2 separate regions of the Rattus norvegicus genome follow, and region 2 is linked to region 1. The links are chromatin contacts, called in public Hi-C maps. All regions are on one chromosome and are shown on one strand. Each heading gives the region's core, a stretch centred on a gene start, on an enhancer-like site or on the middle of the called end of the contact. The rest is flanking DNA. Distances are from core to core; before and after follow the strand shown.

Region 1 (5,869 bases), core at 2,655-5,154:
TAAAACATGAACTTTCCTTTCATTAAAACTTCCTAATGTTAAGCATATTTCATTTCGGCAATTAAGAACTCATGTTTTGTCTCTAGACAAATTGTGTTAAAGACTGAAGCAGACATCATAACTGATGATGACCTTGTTTTATAACTGTAAATTGTATTTATTTGTTTAATATTTAATAGTAACAGATTTGCTGAACTCAAAGCTTCACTTAGTCCTAAAATGAAAAATAGGCAAATTTCTCCCATCCTCCCCTGCTGACTTCTTGCTTCTGACTCATTTCCCCAAATGGATAGCAGGTATTAATGTCTTAACTACTCCAGAGACTGCTTCAGACACATCTACAGCTTGTTAAATTGTGCCTCACAACAAATATATCCCCCTGGACTAACCCCTTGATAGCCTGGCCTCACTTGGAAAGAGTCTGACATGTAACTAAAGACCTTTGGCTAAGTCTAGGATAGGACCTAAGGACAGGCGCCCCTTAAGAGAAGAGAAGAGGAAAAAGATGGGAGAACCAGGGAAGAGAGATATGTGGAGTCAGGCCAAAATCAATGTGACATGACACCACGAGGAAGCAGGAAGACTCTGGGGAGCTCGGAAGCTGCTCATGCGCATGGAGCCAGGAACCAGAAAGAGTCTGGAGTGCCCAGAAGCTGCGCATGCGCATGGAGCTAGGCACCAGGAAGCGTTTGGGGTGCCTAGAAGCTGCGCATGCACCTGGAGGATTTTTCTTCGAACCTATAAGGAGCAGGGACCTGCTAGCACCTTGATTTAGGGGCCTGGCCTACAGAACCATGAAAAAGCGAAATTCAAGTTGCTGTTTGTGGTGATTGTCCTGTCACTGTAGGAAACTGCCCTAAGCACTCCGCAATGCGTTCACTCCGTGCAGTGTCCTTCCTACAAGGACCTAACTCTTGGTGGAGTTGCATCTTAGAGTTACAGCGTAGACAACCATTGTCTACAATGTAGGGTGTCACAGCAGCAAGGCTCCGCGACTGTCACCACCCCTTCCACTGCCGGAGGACTCTGAAGGCAGTGATAAGCTTTGCTCCTGTCCCAAGTTCTAATGGCTACCTCAGAGGACTGTCTGTGCCTGCCATCTGTATGGGACATTTTAATTTAAAATGTTCACATATGGGGCTGGGGATTTAGCTCAGTGGTAGAGCGCTTACCTAGGAAGCGCAAGGCCCTGGGTTCGGTCCCCAGCTCCGAAAAAAAGAACCAAAAAAAAAAAAATGTTCACATATGAATACGATCCTTACATCATTTCCACCTCTCTCTCTCTCTCCCCTTGGAACTCCTCTCATGCTCCCTCAACTCCTTCTCAAACTCAGGACCCCTTCTTCTGTAGTTGTCGTTACATAGGGGTCAGCCTGCTAAGTCCAGGGATTTGTAATTGTATTTGATTAGGGCTGATCACTTAGGACTGGAGAACCTATCCCATATGGAATAAGACAGTGTACTTACGTCGAGACACACAGCATACTCCTTGACACGCATTTGCCTTTACCAGTTATTCTAAGAGTCTTTTAAAAATTAATTACAATTAAAAGAATATTTTAAGTGTGTGTGTGTGTGTGTGTGTGTGTGTGTGTGTGTGTGTGTAGGGACCTGAACTGTTGGAATCCTGGAGCTGGAGTTGCAGGTGATTGTGAACAGCCTGAAATGAGAGCTGGTAACAGCATCCTCCAGAAGTGCAGCGGACCCTTAACTGCTGGACCATCTCTCCAGCCCCCGTTATGATCTTAATTATACAAATTGGTGGTGTGCAGTGTGGGTCACACAACATACATCTGCAGTATGCCGTGATCAAACCAGGGTACTTAAAGCTTCCGTCTCCTTAAACACTTAAAGGTTTTATTAGCACTTAATAATTGTATGTATTTACTGGATATGGAGTTTTGACTTATTTACTGGCCTGCTGTCACAAAAAGTAAAAATCCAGAGTGGTTGTTAAACCATCGAAAAAAGTGAAAGAAAAATATTTTCTGCTCTTTGATAATGCCAGGGCGTAATTATATGTTTCCGGAATTACAGCTTCGGGGAGCTCTGAAACACATAATTTAGCCTGCTTCTGCTGTGCGAAGCAAACATTGGAGCAAACAGTGTGGGGGGCTTTTATACTCAGTTCATCCAGAAGGTAGAGGCATAATTTATGCTTTCAGAGTGAGGGAGAGAGAATACGCCCAGTGTGGCCAATTTTTAATTTCTGTAATTCTAATTTTTAACATTGAGGTGAAGCTCTAGTTACTGTGGAAAATAAACGTGTGTTTCTTAGAGCCAAAGGCAGAAAACTCTGGGCTCTGGAACTCTTTCGTCTGGGGCTGGTGGGAATGTGGAGGGAAGAATGAACAGGCAGTTGGGGCTGCAGATCCCTCAGGACTGTGGAGAAGAGGAAATGAGCTTGGGAAGGCAGGCATTAGGAGGAACAAACGTCTCAACATTTAACAGCCAGAACTGTGTCCTGAAGCTTGTCAGCTGGGCATGGTTCTGGAGAGATTAACATAAACAGAGCGTTTTGCCAAATACCTTCATCCAGTCTCACTGGGGAAGCACTAGTCTGAGCCAATGTTACCTCGCTACTTCGGGTTTCGAGACGCGGCCCGTCATGCTTGGAGCCTAGATTTTGAGATTTCAAATTCATCTTTTCACAAACTAATAACTACTTAGGTTATGCTCGCCTGGCATGCCCAATGCCCTAGTGTCAACATCCACGGCACACACATAAAGGGGACATGGTGGGAGACCCCTGTAATCTTAGCACTCGGGAGGATCACAAGTTCAAGGTCACCCCTACACTGCACAGTGAGTTGGAGGCTGGAACATGCCACCAAGCCGTTCCATCTAGGATAAGGGTTACAATAAAAGCCATTTCAAAGTCAGAGAGTAAACAGAGTGGGATGTACTAGGTCAAGGTCACTGAGAAGATTGTCGTGGGGTAAATTCTTAATCGTAAACACCCTGGAGGCTGGGCTGTGCCTGGGGATTCCTGATGATGGCTGTGTAAGGTGAGGTACACCTCTGCTCAGAAGCCACACTCACAGATCAACATCCAACTGAAGACCGCATTTCTACTCCAGCTCAGAGGTAACCCCAAACTCCAGTCAAAAATATTTCAAAGGAGGGGCTAGGGAGACAGTATGGCTGGTAAAGAGCTTGCAGTACAGGCATGAGGGCCGGAATGCAAATCCCAGGACCCGTATTAAAACTGGGAGTGGCCTGTAATCCTAGCCTTGGGAAGGTACAGACAGATGGATCCCTAGGAGTCGCTCACCATCCAGTCTAGAAGAATCAGCTCTGGGTTCAATGAGAGACTCTGTCTCACAAAGATGAAGCGGAGAGGTGAAAACACTTGATGTTGACCTCTGGCATCCAAGTGAGCACAGGAGGGCCAGCCCACGCATGCACGCACACACGCACCCACGCACACGATATCCCTAGTAGACTTCTTTACAGGAGATGGGGTTTGAACAGGGCACATTGCTGATTTTAAACTGGCTTTAAGAGCATAGTTCACCTTTTGCAGAGAACTCGGGAACTGAGATGCCCCAGGTCCTTCCAAAGCTGACTCGTACTTTACGGGACCCTGGGGATGTCTCTAAAGGCCAGGGCTGAGACAATAGCTTTTCACTCTGCTGTGCAGGGCTCCCTGGCTCTCCTCGCTAAGGCCTCTGTCTGTTCCCGCAGACCCCCAGTCCCTCTCTCCTGAAGCACCACCAGCCGGCAGTTGCTGACGAGGCCAACACACTCCGTGTGCCCTGTGTGCGCCCCTGCACGCTGTGTTTGCATATTTTATTTCTGGTTTCGGGCTGAATAAGGATTCCAGTTCTAAGCAATAGAAACTACATAAATTATTAGCCAGGCTGTGTTGGCTTTGTGCTCAGGTGAACCTTGCCCCAGTTTTAGTTGCTGCCTCCACTGCTCTGTAACAATAAGCAGAGGATTGACATCAAGCCAGGTGGGAAGACAGGCTGGTCCATTCTCTTGGTGTATTTTCCCCAGTTGGAGAATACTTCGTCTATGGGCTGCTAAATGGGACTATAGGTATATTTACCCACATAGATATTAATCTCGAAAGAAAGGAGAAAGAATTGGGAATTGATCTAAACGTTTTCAAGGGTACATAGATATAAATAAATCCAGGCCTTTGATCTCGATACTTTGGAGACAAAGGCAGGGACAGATAGCTTCCTTGTGAGCTCTAGGCCAGCCTAATCTACAGAGTAAATCCAAGTCAGCCTGGGCTACACAGAGAAACCCTGTCTCAATTAATAATAATAATAATAATAATAATAATAATATAATGAATAATAGTTTTGAATTTTCAAAATGAAGGTGGTTATAAGTTCTGTGGTTGTGATGGCATTGCAAATCTTCTATGAGATGTGAAGAGGCAGACACGTGGTTCCTGCGCACAGGTAGTCAGCCTCCTGGCAGAATGCAGTTTAAAGTAAATGGGTTATCAATGAAGACTCCAATACATGGGTTAATTTAAGCTATGATCTAGTCGGAGAGGAGCCTAGCTCTATGGCCAAGGTATTTGTGAATGTATGTCGAGTCTGAGTCTTATTTCTGGGAGGCAAAACTAGGCCCCAACTTCAGCATGGTACAGAGGCCGTCGCAGCCCAGACAAAACCTAGACATGAAGCGGTAGGTTGCCACGGGCTGGGAAGACCCTCCTAGCAGTGCCGCAGAACTAACTTCCCTGGGCTGCATGCGGCCCTCTGCAAGTTCCTCATCCTCTCCACACAGTGCCACTCTCTGGGGACCAAGCAGGCAAACCTAAGTGCCTGTGAGTGTTATCTTATATTCAGACCAGGACAAACATCGATGTATTTGTTTTATAACTTGTTTCTGTGTTTATGTTGTTATGTAAAGGTGCATATTTCTCCTAACGTACTTACGTTTTATATCTTTATGTTTGAAAAAGATATTTTAATATTTGCTTATACATCTCTCATAGGTAGATACTGTAATACTCAATATAGGAAAACTATGTATCTTCACCTGCGTAGCGCTCACAGCCTACAAATATAAATGCAACATGCACAATGCATTCACCCATGTGCATATATGTAGACATTATAAACATCATATATGTAGACATTATATGCATACTTTTGTATTTATGAATTTGTGCTGGCTTGCTGTAGTGAATTAAACGAAACATCTCCCATAGTTCAAGCATTTGAATTCTTGATCCCCACTTAGTGGCTGTTTGGGGAGGGTCAGGAGGTGTGGCCTTATGGGGGGAAAATATGTCACTGAGGACTGGCTTTGAGGTCTGAAAAGTTCCTTCTCTCTGCTTTCCATTTGTGCTTTGCAATGTGAACCCTCAGTTCCCTGCTTGCTGCTCCAGTTGCCACATCCGTCTGCTTATTGCCATGCCCCACCCCCAAAGATGATCGTGGACTCTAACCCTCTGGAGCTGTAAACCCTAAATAAATCCTTCCTCCTGTAAGTCGCCTTGGCTGTGGCATTTTATCACAGTACTAGAAACCTTAACTAAGACACTTCTGTGTGGGGTAGTTTGAATGACTGTGTACCCTCATGCTGGGACGCAAACGCCAAGGCGAGGTTGTTAGAAAGTTGGGCCGTCTGGAAGTGATGAGCCATGACGCTTTCTCCCCGTTGGTGAATTAGGATTGTGACGAGTTCCTCTCTCTGCGACCTTCATCTTCCTCCTTCCTCCATAATGACTCAGCAGAAAGGAACCATACCGTCTTAGAAGCAAAAGCAGCTGTTGGCAGACACAGATCCCCAGAGCCTTTGTCTTGGATTTCCGAGCCTCCAGAACTATGGCAAATGAATTTTAATTATTTATCCATTACCCAACTTAAGCCATTTTGCTCTAGGAGTCTTAACTAAG
Region 2 (6,129 bases), core at 1,229-3,728, 47 kb after region 1:
GTCAGATCAGACTTAAGGCAGGAAGAAGTGGGCACCTCTTCCTCTTCCTTATTTTGTTTCAAGATCCTGGATTCTGTCTACTCCTCACTCTGAGTGGGCACTGGAGCCCATGCCTTCTGCTCCCCCAGGCAAAGCGTCACATTGCAGTCTTGATTTCTACCCAGCTCCATACTTTGATGTGCGGTGTGTCTCCGACCGTTGCTTCCAGTAACCCAAGCATTGCCTAGGCCACACTTGGGCTTTCTCACCTCCTTGCTCCTTTTTAAGCTTTGTGCTCCGGGCAGCTGAGGAGCCTTTCATGGGCTGGGCCATTTGCAGTGTTTGGGGACTCATCTTTTTATACCTTTGATCATTTTCAACTCGCTTGTCTTTTTCAATGTTTCATAAGCTTTTCTTCTTTTGAGACGGATTCAGTCTAGTAATAGATCTAAGCTGTCTTTGAATTCACAATCTTCCTGCCTCATTTAGCAAATACTGGAATTAAGGTATATGACACCTAACCCAACAGGCCCTTAAAAAAAGATTTATCTATCTATCTATCTATCTATCTATCTATCTATCTATCTATCTATTTATTTTGTGTAAATGAGTGTTTTGCTTGAACATATGTCTGTGTACCACAGGTATGCCTGGTGTTATGAAGGGCAATCAGAGGTATCAGATCCCCTGGAACTCCAATTAGAGATATTTATAAGTTGCCATGGGGGAGCTAGGAACCTCTGATCCATCTTTCCATTCTCCAAGACAGGGACTCACGCATCCCTGGCTGACCTAGAATTTACTATGTAGAGGAGTATGACCTTCAACTCTTGATCCTCCTGCCTCTACCATCCTTCAATCCCCTTTCCTCCACCTCTTGAGTACAGGCTTGAGCCACCACATTTCCCGTTTATTTGGTGCTGAGGATGGGACCCAGAGTTTTGTGCATGTTGGGCAAGCGCGCTACCAACTGAGCTATAACCCCAGCCCAGCCCACGTCCATTCATGCTTTCCTTCTCCCTCTTTCTGACATGGTTTAGACAGAAGTCGTTTGGAGTAGCAGCAGTACAAATAGCTAATACTTAGTGACTGCTGCTTTGTGCTAGACCCTCCGCTAAGTCATAAGCTCTGTACTCATCTAGGTAAGTGACTCGCACAGAGGCTGGCTCCTGACATGCCCTCCAGTCTGGATGCTTTTGTTACCTCCACCCCTACCTCCTCCAACCAGGTAAGTCACCTGCACTTTTAGAAGACTGCCTCTTTACAGCTACATTTAAGGAGTAATTTTTTCCATGTTCTAAGAGAATAAGAAATTCCACCACGAGTGCAAGGATTGATGGGAAGGGGAGCATAAAGAACATGGGAGATAGAAAACTGGCTAGAATTCTGACTCTGACGCACACCCCCTCCCATGTGATCTTGCTGACTATGATAATCTGCATTAACATCTGAAGTCACTTTGAAAATAAGAACGGTAACTGTGGCCGGCGATTATAGTGAGGATGGACTCAATGGGCTGCTGGATTTGGATCTGTGACAACATTAAAGATGATTGCTACCGGCTCCAAGTGGCAGCCTTCCTTCCCTGCCCTCACCACCACCGCAGTCAAAGGCTGATTTGACCTCACTGAGGCAATCAACCCTACAGGCCTCTGTCTGCTCCCGTGAGATGACTCATGAGAGTAGCCAAGCTTGGGCTGCTTTTGCTCCGTTGCCTCTCAGTGTGATCATTCACTGAGCTCGCACGGAGCCTCTACTTCTGTGTGTGAGCCTAGGCAAAGGAAGTGTAAATATGCTGACTTGTATTCTGTTGCAGCCTGCCCAGTGGGCAGCTCTCCTCCCCTTGTAGTAGTTCCCTAAAGCTGAGTTGTTGTTGTTTTTTTAAAATTCTTCGTTTTACTGCTTAACCTCTCCCGGGAAGGTTCCCCCCAAACCGAGCACCGGAGGTCTCCATCATCTTTGTTCTTCTATAGGTACAGGGGGACCCCCCGAGCCTTCAACCCTGCTCCCTCAACTGGCGCTGTTCAGGAAGGAGACAAGGAGGAGTGTTGGCGGGAATCGCGCCGGAGCAGTGGAGGCGCCAGTCAGCCAAGCCTTTTTCCCTAAGTAAATCAGCCGCTCAGTCGTCCCCGCCCATTCAGAACGCCCCGCCCCCTTCAGCCAGGCCCCGCCTTTGCTAAGAACTGCCCTCCCCCAGCTCCGGGCACAGTCCCTACTCGCTCCAGCCTCAAATTGCCCACGCCCCTTTGAGCACGCCCTGCCCACGTCTGCCCCAGTATCGTCTAGGCCCCGCCTCTCCGACAGAGACTCCTCCTCAAAAGTGCGAATCCGTCCCGGGTTCCTACGCCCAAGCCTGAGCTTGACCCCGCCCCTCTCCCGCCCCGCCCACAATTTTGGCACCGCCCCTCCCGCGGTCTCTGCTTGCGCTCCGCCCTCCTCGAGCCCGCTGTTTGCGCCCCGGCCCCGCCCGCGCTCGCGCCCCGCCCCGGCCCAGACCACCTCTGCGCCCGCCGGCGGGGGCTGAGCGCTCTGGGCCGTCGCGGTGTCTGGGTACCTCACCACCTCCGCTGCCTCGATCGCTGTGACTGTGGTTCTCGGAGCGGTGCGCGCCCCCGGCCGGGTGAGCCCCACAGGACAAGGGAGCCGCAGGACCCGTGGGGCGCCATGCGAGCCAGGTAGGAGCCCGGGGCCGGACGGCGCACTCTACCCCCTTGCGCGCTGTGGCTTCGGGCAGCATCCCGGACCCAGGGGCGCGGCTAGCCCCGAACAGCTCCGAACCCCTTGAGCTCCCGGTGCCCTGCCCTCTGTGGTCACAGCCTGATCCGGGCTGCGGATCGTGGTCGCTAGGGCCTGGGGCGCAGGGAAGGCGGAGAGGGGTCGCGGCGCCACCCGCGTGGTTCTGGGGAGGAGCGAAGAGAGAGCGGCTCCGGGTTAAACTTGGTGACAATGCACATTTCAACTTCTTCGGATAGCCCTCCTGGAGGATGAAATTGAAAACTCCAGTTTCTGTCTTGGTGATCGAGTGACCGCGCAGCCCCGAGGTGACAGCGCCGGGGTGTGCGGGTGGGAGCGGTTAGGATAGAGGAGCGTTGTTCTGCAAGTGCTGTTTACCGGGAAGCCGCCCTGCGCCGCCCAGTGTGTCTTGTTAGAGGGTTTGGGGGCCAGGAGGCTCCCCGCTGGGATCTGGCGTTGTAGTGTGCAGGTTTAGGGAGCTTAGTGTGTACTGTGGGGCTGGCTGGCGCTGGCCCTTCCCCGGTGTGGGGCGCTTGCAGATGCCGCGCGGGAGGAGCGGTGGAGAGCAGGCTGGCCGCTCTGCGTACGCAGAAGGTTGTGGAGCCTCGTGGATCTACGAGATTGGAAAGAGAATACCATGCTGGGCTTTATTCATGTTTATTCTTCCCTTGTTAGTGCAGCAGATTGGTGTTCTGTGATTTAGCAGCAGAAATAAAGTTCGTATAACTTTTGCTCTGATTATAAAAGCAATGAGTGCCCAGAGCGGAAATAAACAACACAGGAGATCTACCGCCGATCCCACATTCGTTGGGGTGGGGGTGTCACAGCCTTGTAGATTTAATCATTGAATTATACCTGGCGCCTCCTTGCCTAATCGGGAGAAAACCCTTGCATGAAACCATCCACTCTCTACCTTTCTGATTGTCTCGTGTCCAAAGTTTGGATTTTTTGATCTGCCTTACCACAAAGGCTGTTTCTGATAGTCACGAGTGCCCTTTTGATGTATGGGGTTTCCCATAAGATGGTGGGTACAGATGGAGAGAAGCGGGGACCCGGTACCTCAGCCCAGTCCGTGGTTTTGGTGTCGAGCCTTGTAAAAATGACAGTAATGATTCTCAATCTGCTTCCTAGGCTACCATAAAATTTAATGGATGGTTTGCAGAGCGTTTTTGGCATCCTTAGACGGACAGCGGCTGTATTTCAATGTGCTAGGGAGCATTTAGCTGTTGTACAGTGTCATCTAGGTAGCTAGGTAAAACAAGCTACCTAGAGCTTGGCTCTCCTGCCCAGGAAGCAAGATCTAGGCAGGCCTCAGGGATCCCCAGAGCACACTCGATTCTCCTGTTGGTGCAGGCGAAGCCCTTCAAAGTGAGAGGCTTGGAAGTAACTGGTCTTCTCAAGGATCCTTCCTGCAGCATCTTTTGGACTTGGGCGGGGGTGGGGGGGGTGTCCTAAAGTCAGGGGGCATTGGTGCCTGGGACATGCAGAGCTGTAGAATGCCCTGTAAATGCCTGCCCAGGTCACCCTCCAAGAGAGAACAGTTGGTCCTGGGAGGACACATGAAGTGAACAACCTGGTTTCCCAGCGATTTGTTTTCGGTCTCACGTGTTTACCGATTGAACAATGACCGGCTCCCAAGCTGGCTGCAGAAATGCCAGCAAGGCCTCTGTGGACTTTCCTTCTTTTCCTGTTGTCCCCAGGATCTGGCACCAGGCTTTACTGTTCTTAACGAACAATTAACAGGGATCCAGACCGAGAGGTGAGGCACAGGCTGCCTTTTGTCCTTACCCAGTCTCCCCGCCCAGAGCCAGAGTCAGGCTGGAAGCTTTTCTTCAGGTTCCTGGTGACCCTTTGATAGTTTTGTTTCTAATTGTTGCTCCCACCAGCACTTTGATGTGTCCTAGGTCTGGTTGCAGATGCGAGCTCAGACAGGGCCTTGGAAGGGTCCAGAAAGCTGGCTGGATAAATTGTTTATGAGGCACCCTTCGCTCTGGTTGTTGTTAACAGAAGTTGTGTTGCTAATTTTCTGGGTGGGAGTAGAAGGGGCTGGGGGTGGGGGAATGGGTCTTCCTAGAATTTCTCTTTTGCCGGTTGCTAATCCAGCAGCAGGCTGGAATTATTCCCCTCTGGGCTGTTTGCTTAGACTTTCTTTTTATTCTAATGTTGGTTCTAGTCTGATAATGAGATAGGAGGATGAATGATGAATGGGGTTTACACCCTCGATTCCTGGGAGGCCTCTTGGATTTGAGTCCTCTGTTCCCAGCCAATTAAGAGCCTTTGGCTTTCTGAAGCCAAAAGGGGTGTGTGTGTGTGTGTGTGTGTGTGTGTGTGTGTGTGTGTGCGCGCGCGCGCGCGCGCGTGTTCATGTATGCGTGCGCTTGTCTCTTGGGGAAGAAGGCCATTGGTGTCTCTCTGAGAACCCTTGACCTGAAGGAGTCCAGAGCCACCGTGCTCCTAACTTGCAATCCCAGCTCTAGGCACAGCATCTTAACTCCCAGTTGGAATCGTATTCAGTGAGTAGACAGCTTTGTGGCTTCCTATTGCTTTGTTATTTTCAGGGTTGACACCTGTGTGGGATTGTGTTACCATCTTTCTCCCGAGACTTGGAATCAGGTCCCTGGGACATTTCCCAGGGCCCTAGAGATAAAGCACCAAGATTTCTTTGTCCCTTTGTCCCTATCTGACGGCCAGGAATGGGGGTAACCAGCAGATAGCTTTGTTAACCACAAGTGCACTGGCTGCTGCATTTGTCGCTCCATTTCCAGCACAGCTTCTAGTGGCTTCGTCTAGGTCCTGGCTTTGGAGAAACTTTGCACAACACAAGCCCTACAGCTGCCCCTCTTTGGAGAAGTGACAGGAAAATTATTGACCAAACCCCAAGACACCCAGGGAACAATGCATCTGCATTCAGTGTCCTCCAAGAAGCCTTGGCCAGCTATTCAGTAGGCCCCAGGGCATCTGTGTTGCATAACTCTACACCCTAGGCATGAAGGCCAGCTCCTGGGAGAAGATGTGAGTCTCCAGAGGGCAGAGATTGCATAGTGCTTCAGAAATGAAGGCGGTGAGGCTGAGTTTTAAGGAGGGAGAGGTGACCATCCTAAATGGAAGAACATCTCATCTGTTGTGCACCTGCCAGATGCTCTGCACCTTCGCACCTTCAGTTGTCAGGGAAGCTCCTTAAACAGTTAGGTAAGCAACTCAAAATAGCTTCAGGAAGTCCCTGAAACTGACCAGACTCACTAGGTCCCTTTCAAGAGTAAGCAATAAAAGTGGGAGTCACTCTCAGGCTGCAAAGAGGACTCTGAGATCAGACCTGCTGCCCGGAAGAAGCAGAAACCATCCTAGCTACCTGGAAGAGGTAGAGACAAACAGAGTTACCTAGAAAGGACACTCCAACCTGTTGAACTGTCTGCAGGC

The links. Hi-C and Micro-C count contacts between places; a contact is called where the count stands out from the background.
Region 2: a contact with region 1 is called in a Hi-C map of kidney, with 2.1 times the contacts expected there. The contact joins the promoter of Sh3bp4 here to the enhancer-like site in region 1. A contact is called at or near these places in 2 of 12 Hi-C or Micro-C datasets (kidney and liver).

The regions. Positions count from the first base shown.
Region 1 is chr9:97,057,252-97,063,120 of GRCr8, forward strand. No RefSeq gene overlaps it. Among named protein-coding and RNA genes, the nearest start is that of Sh3bp4, 48 kb to the right of the region's middle. Within about 2 kb of position 3,905, at least 5 of the 93 cell types and tissues checked have an H3K27ac peak or open chromatin away from gene starts, as enhancers often do. A contact at or near this core is called in kidney and liver, where this site is marked.
Region 2 is chr9:97,105,399-97,111,527 of GRCr8, forward strand. It overlaps Sh3bp4 (SH3-domain binding protein 4), which reads left to right and starts at 2,479. Exons shown (of 6, transcript NM_022693.4): 1 at 2,479-2,654.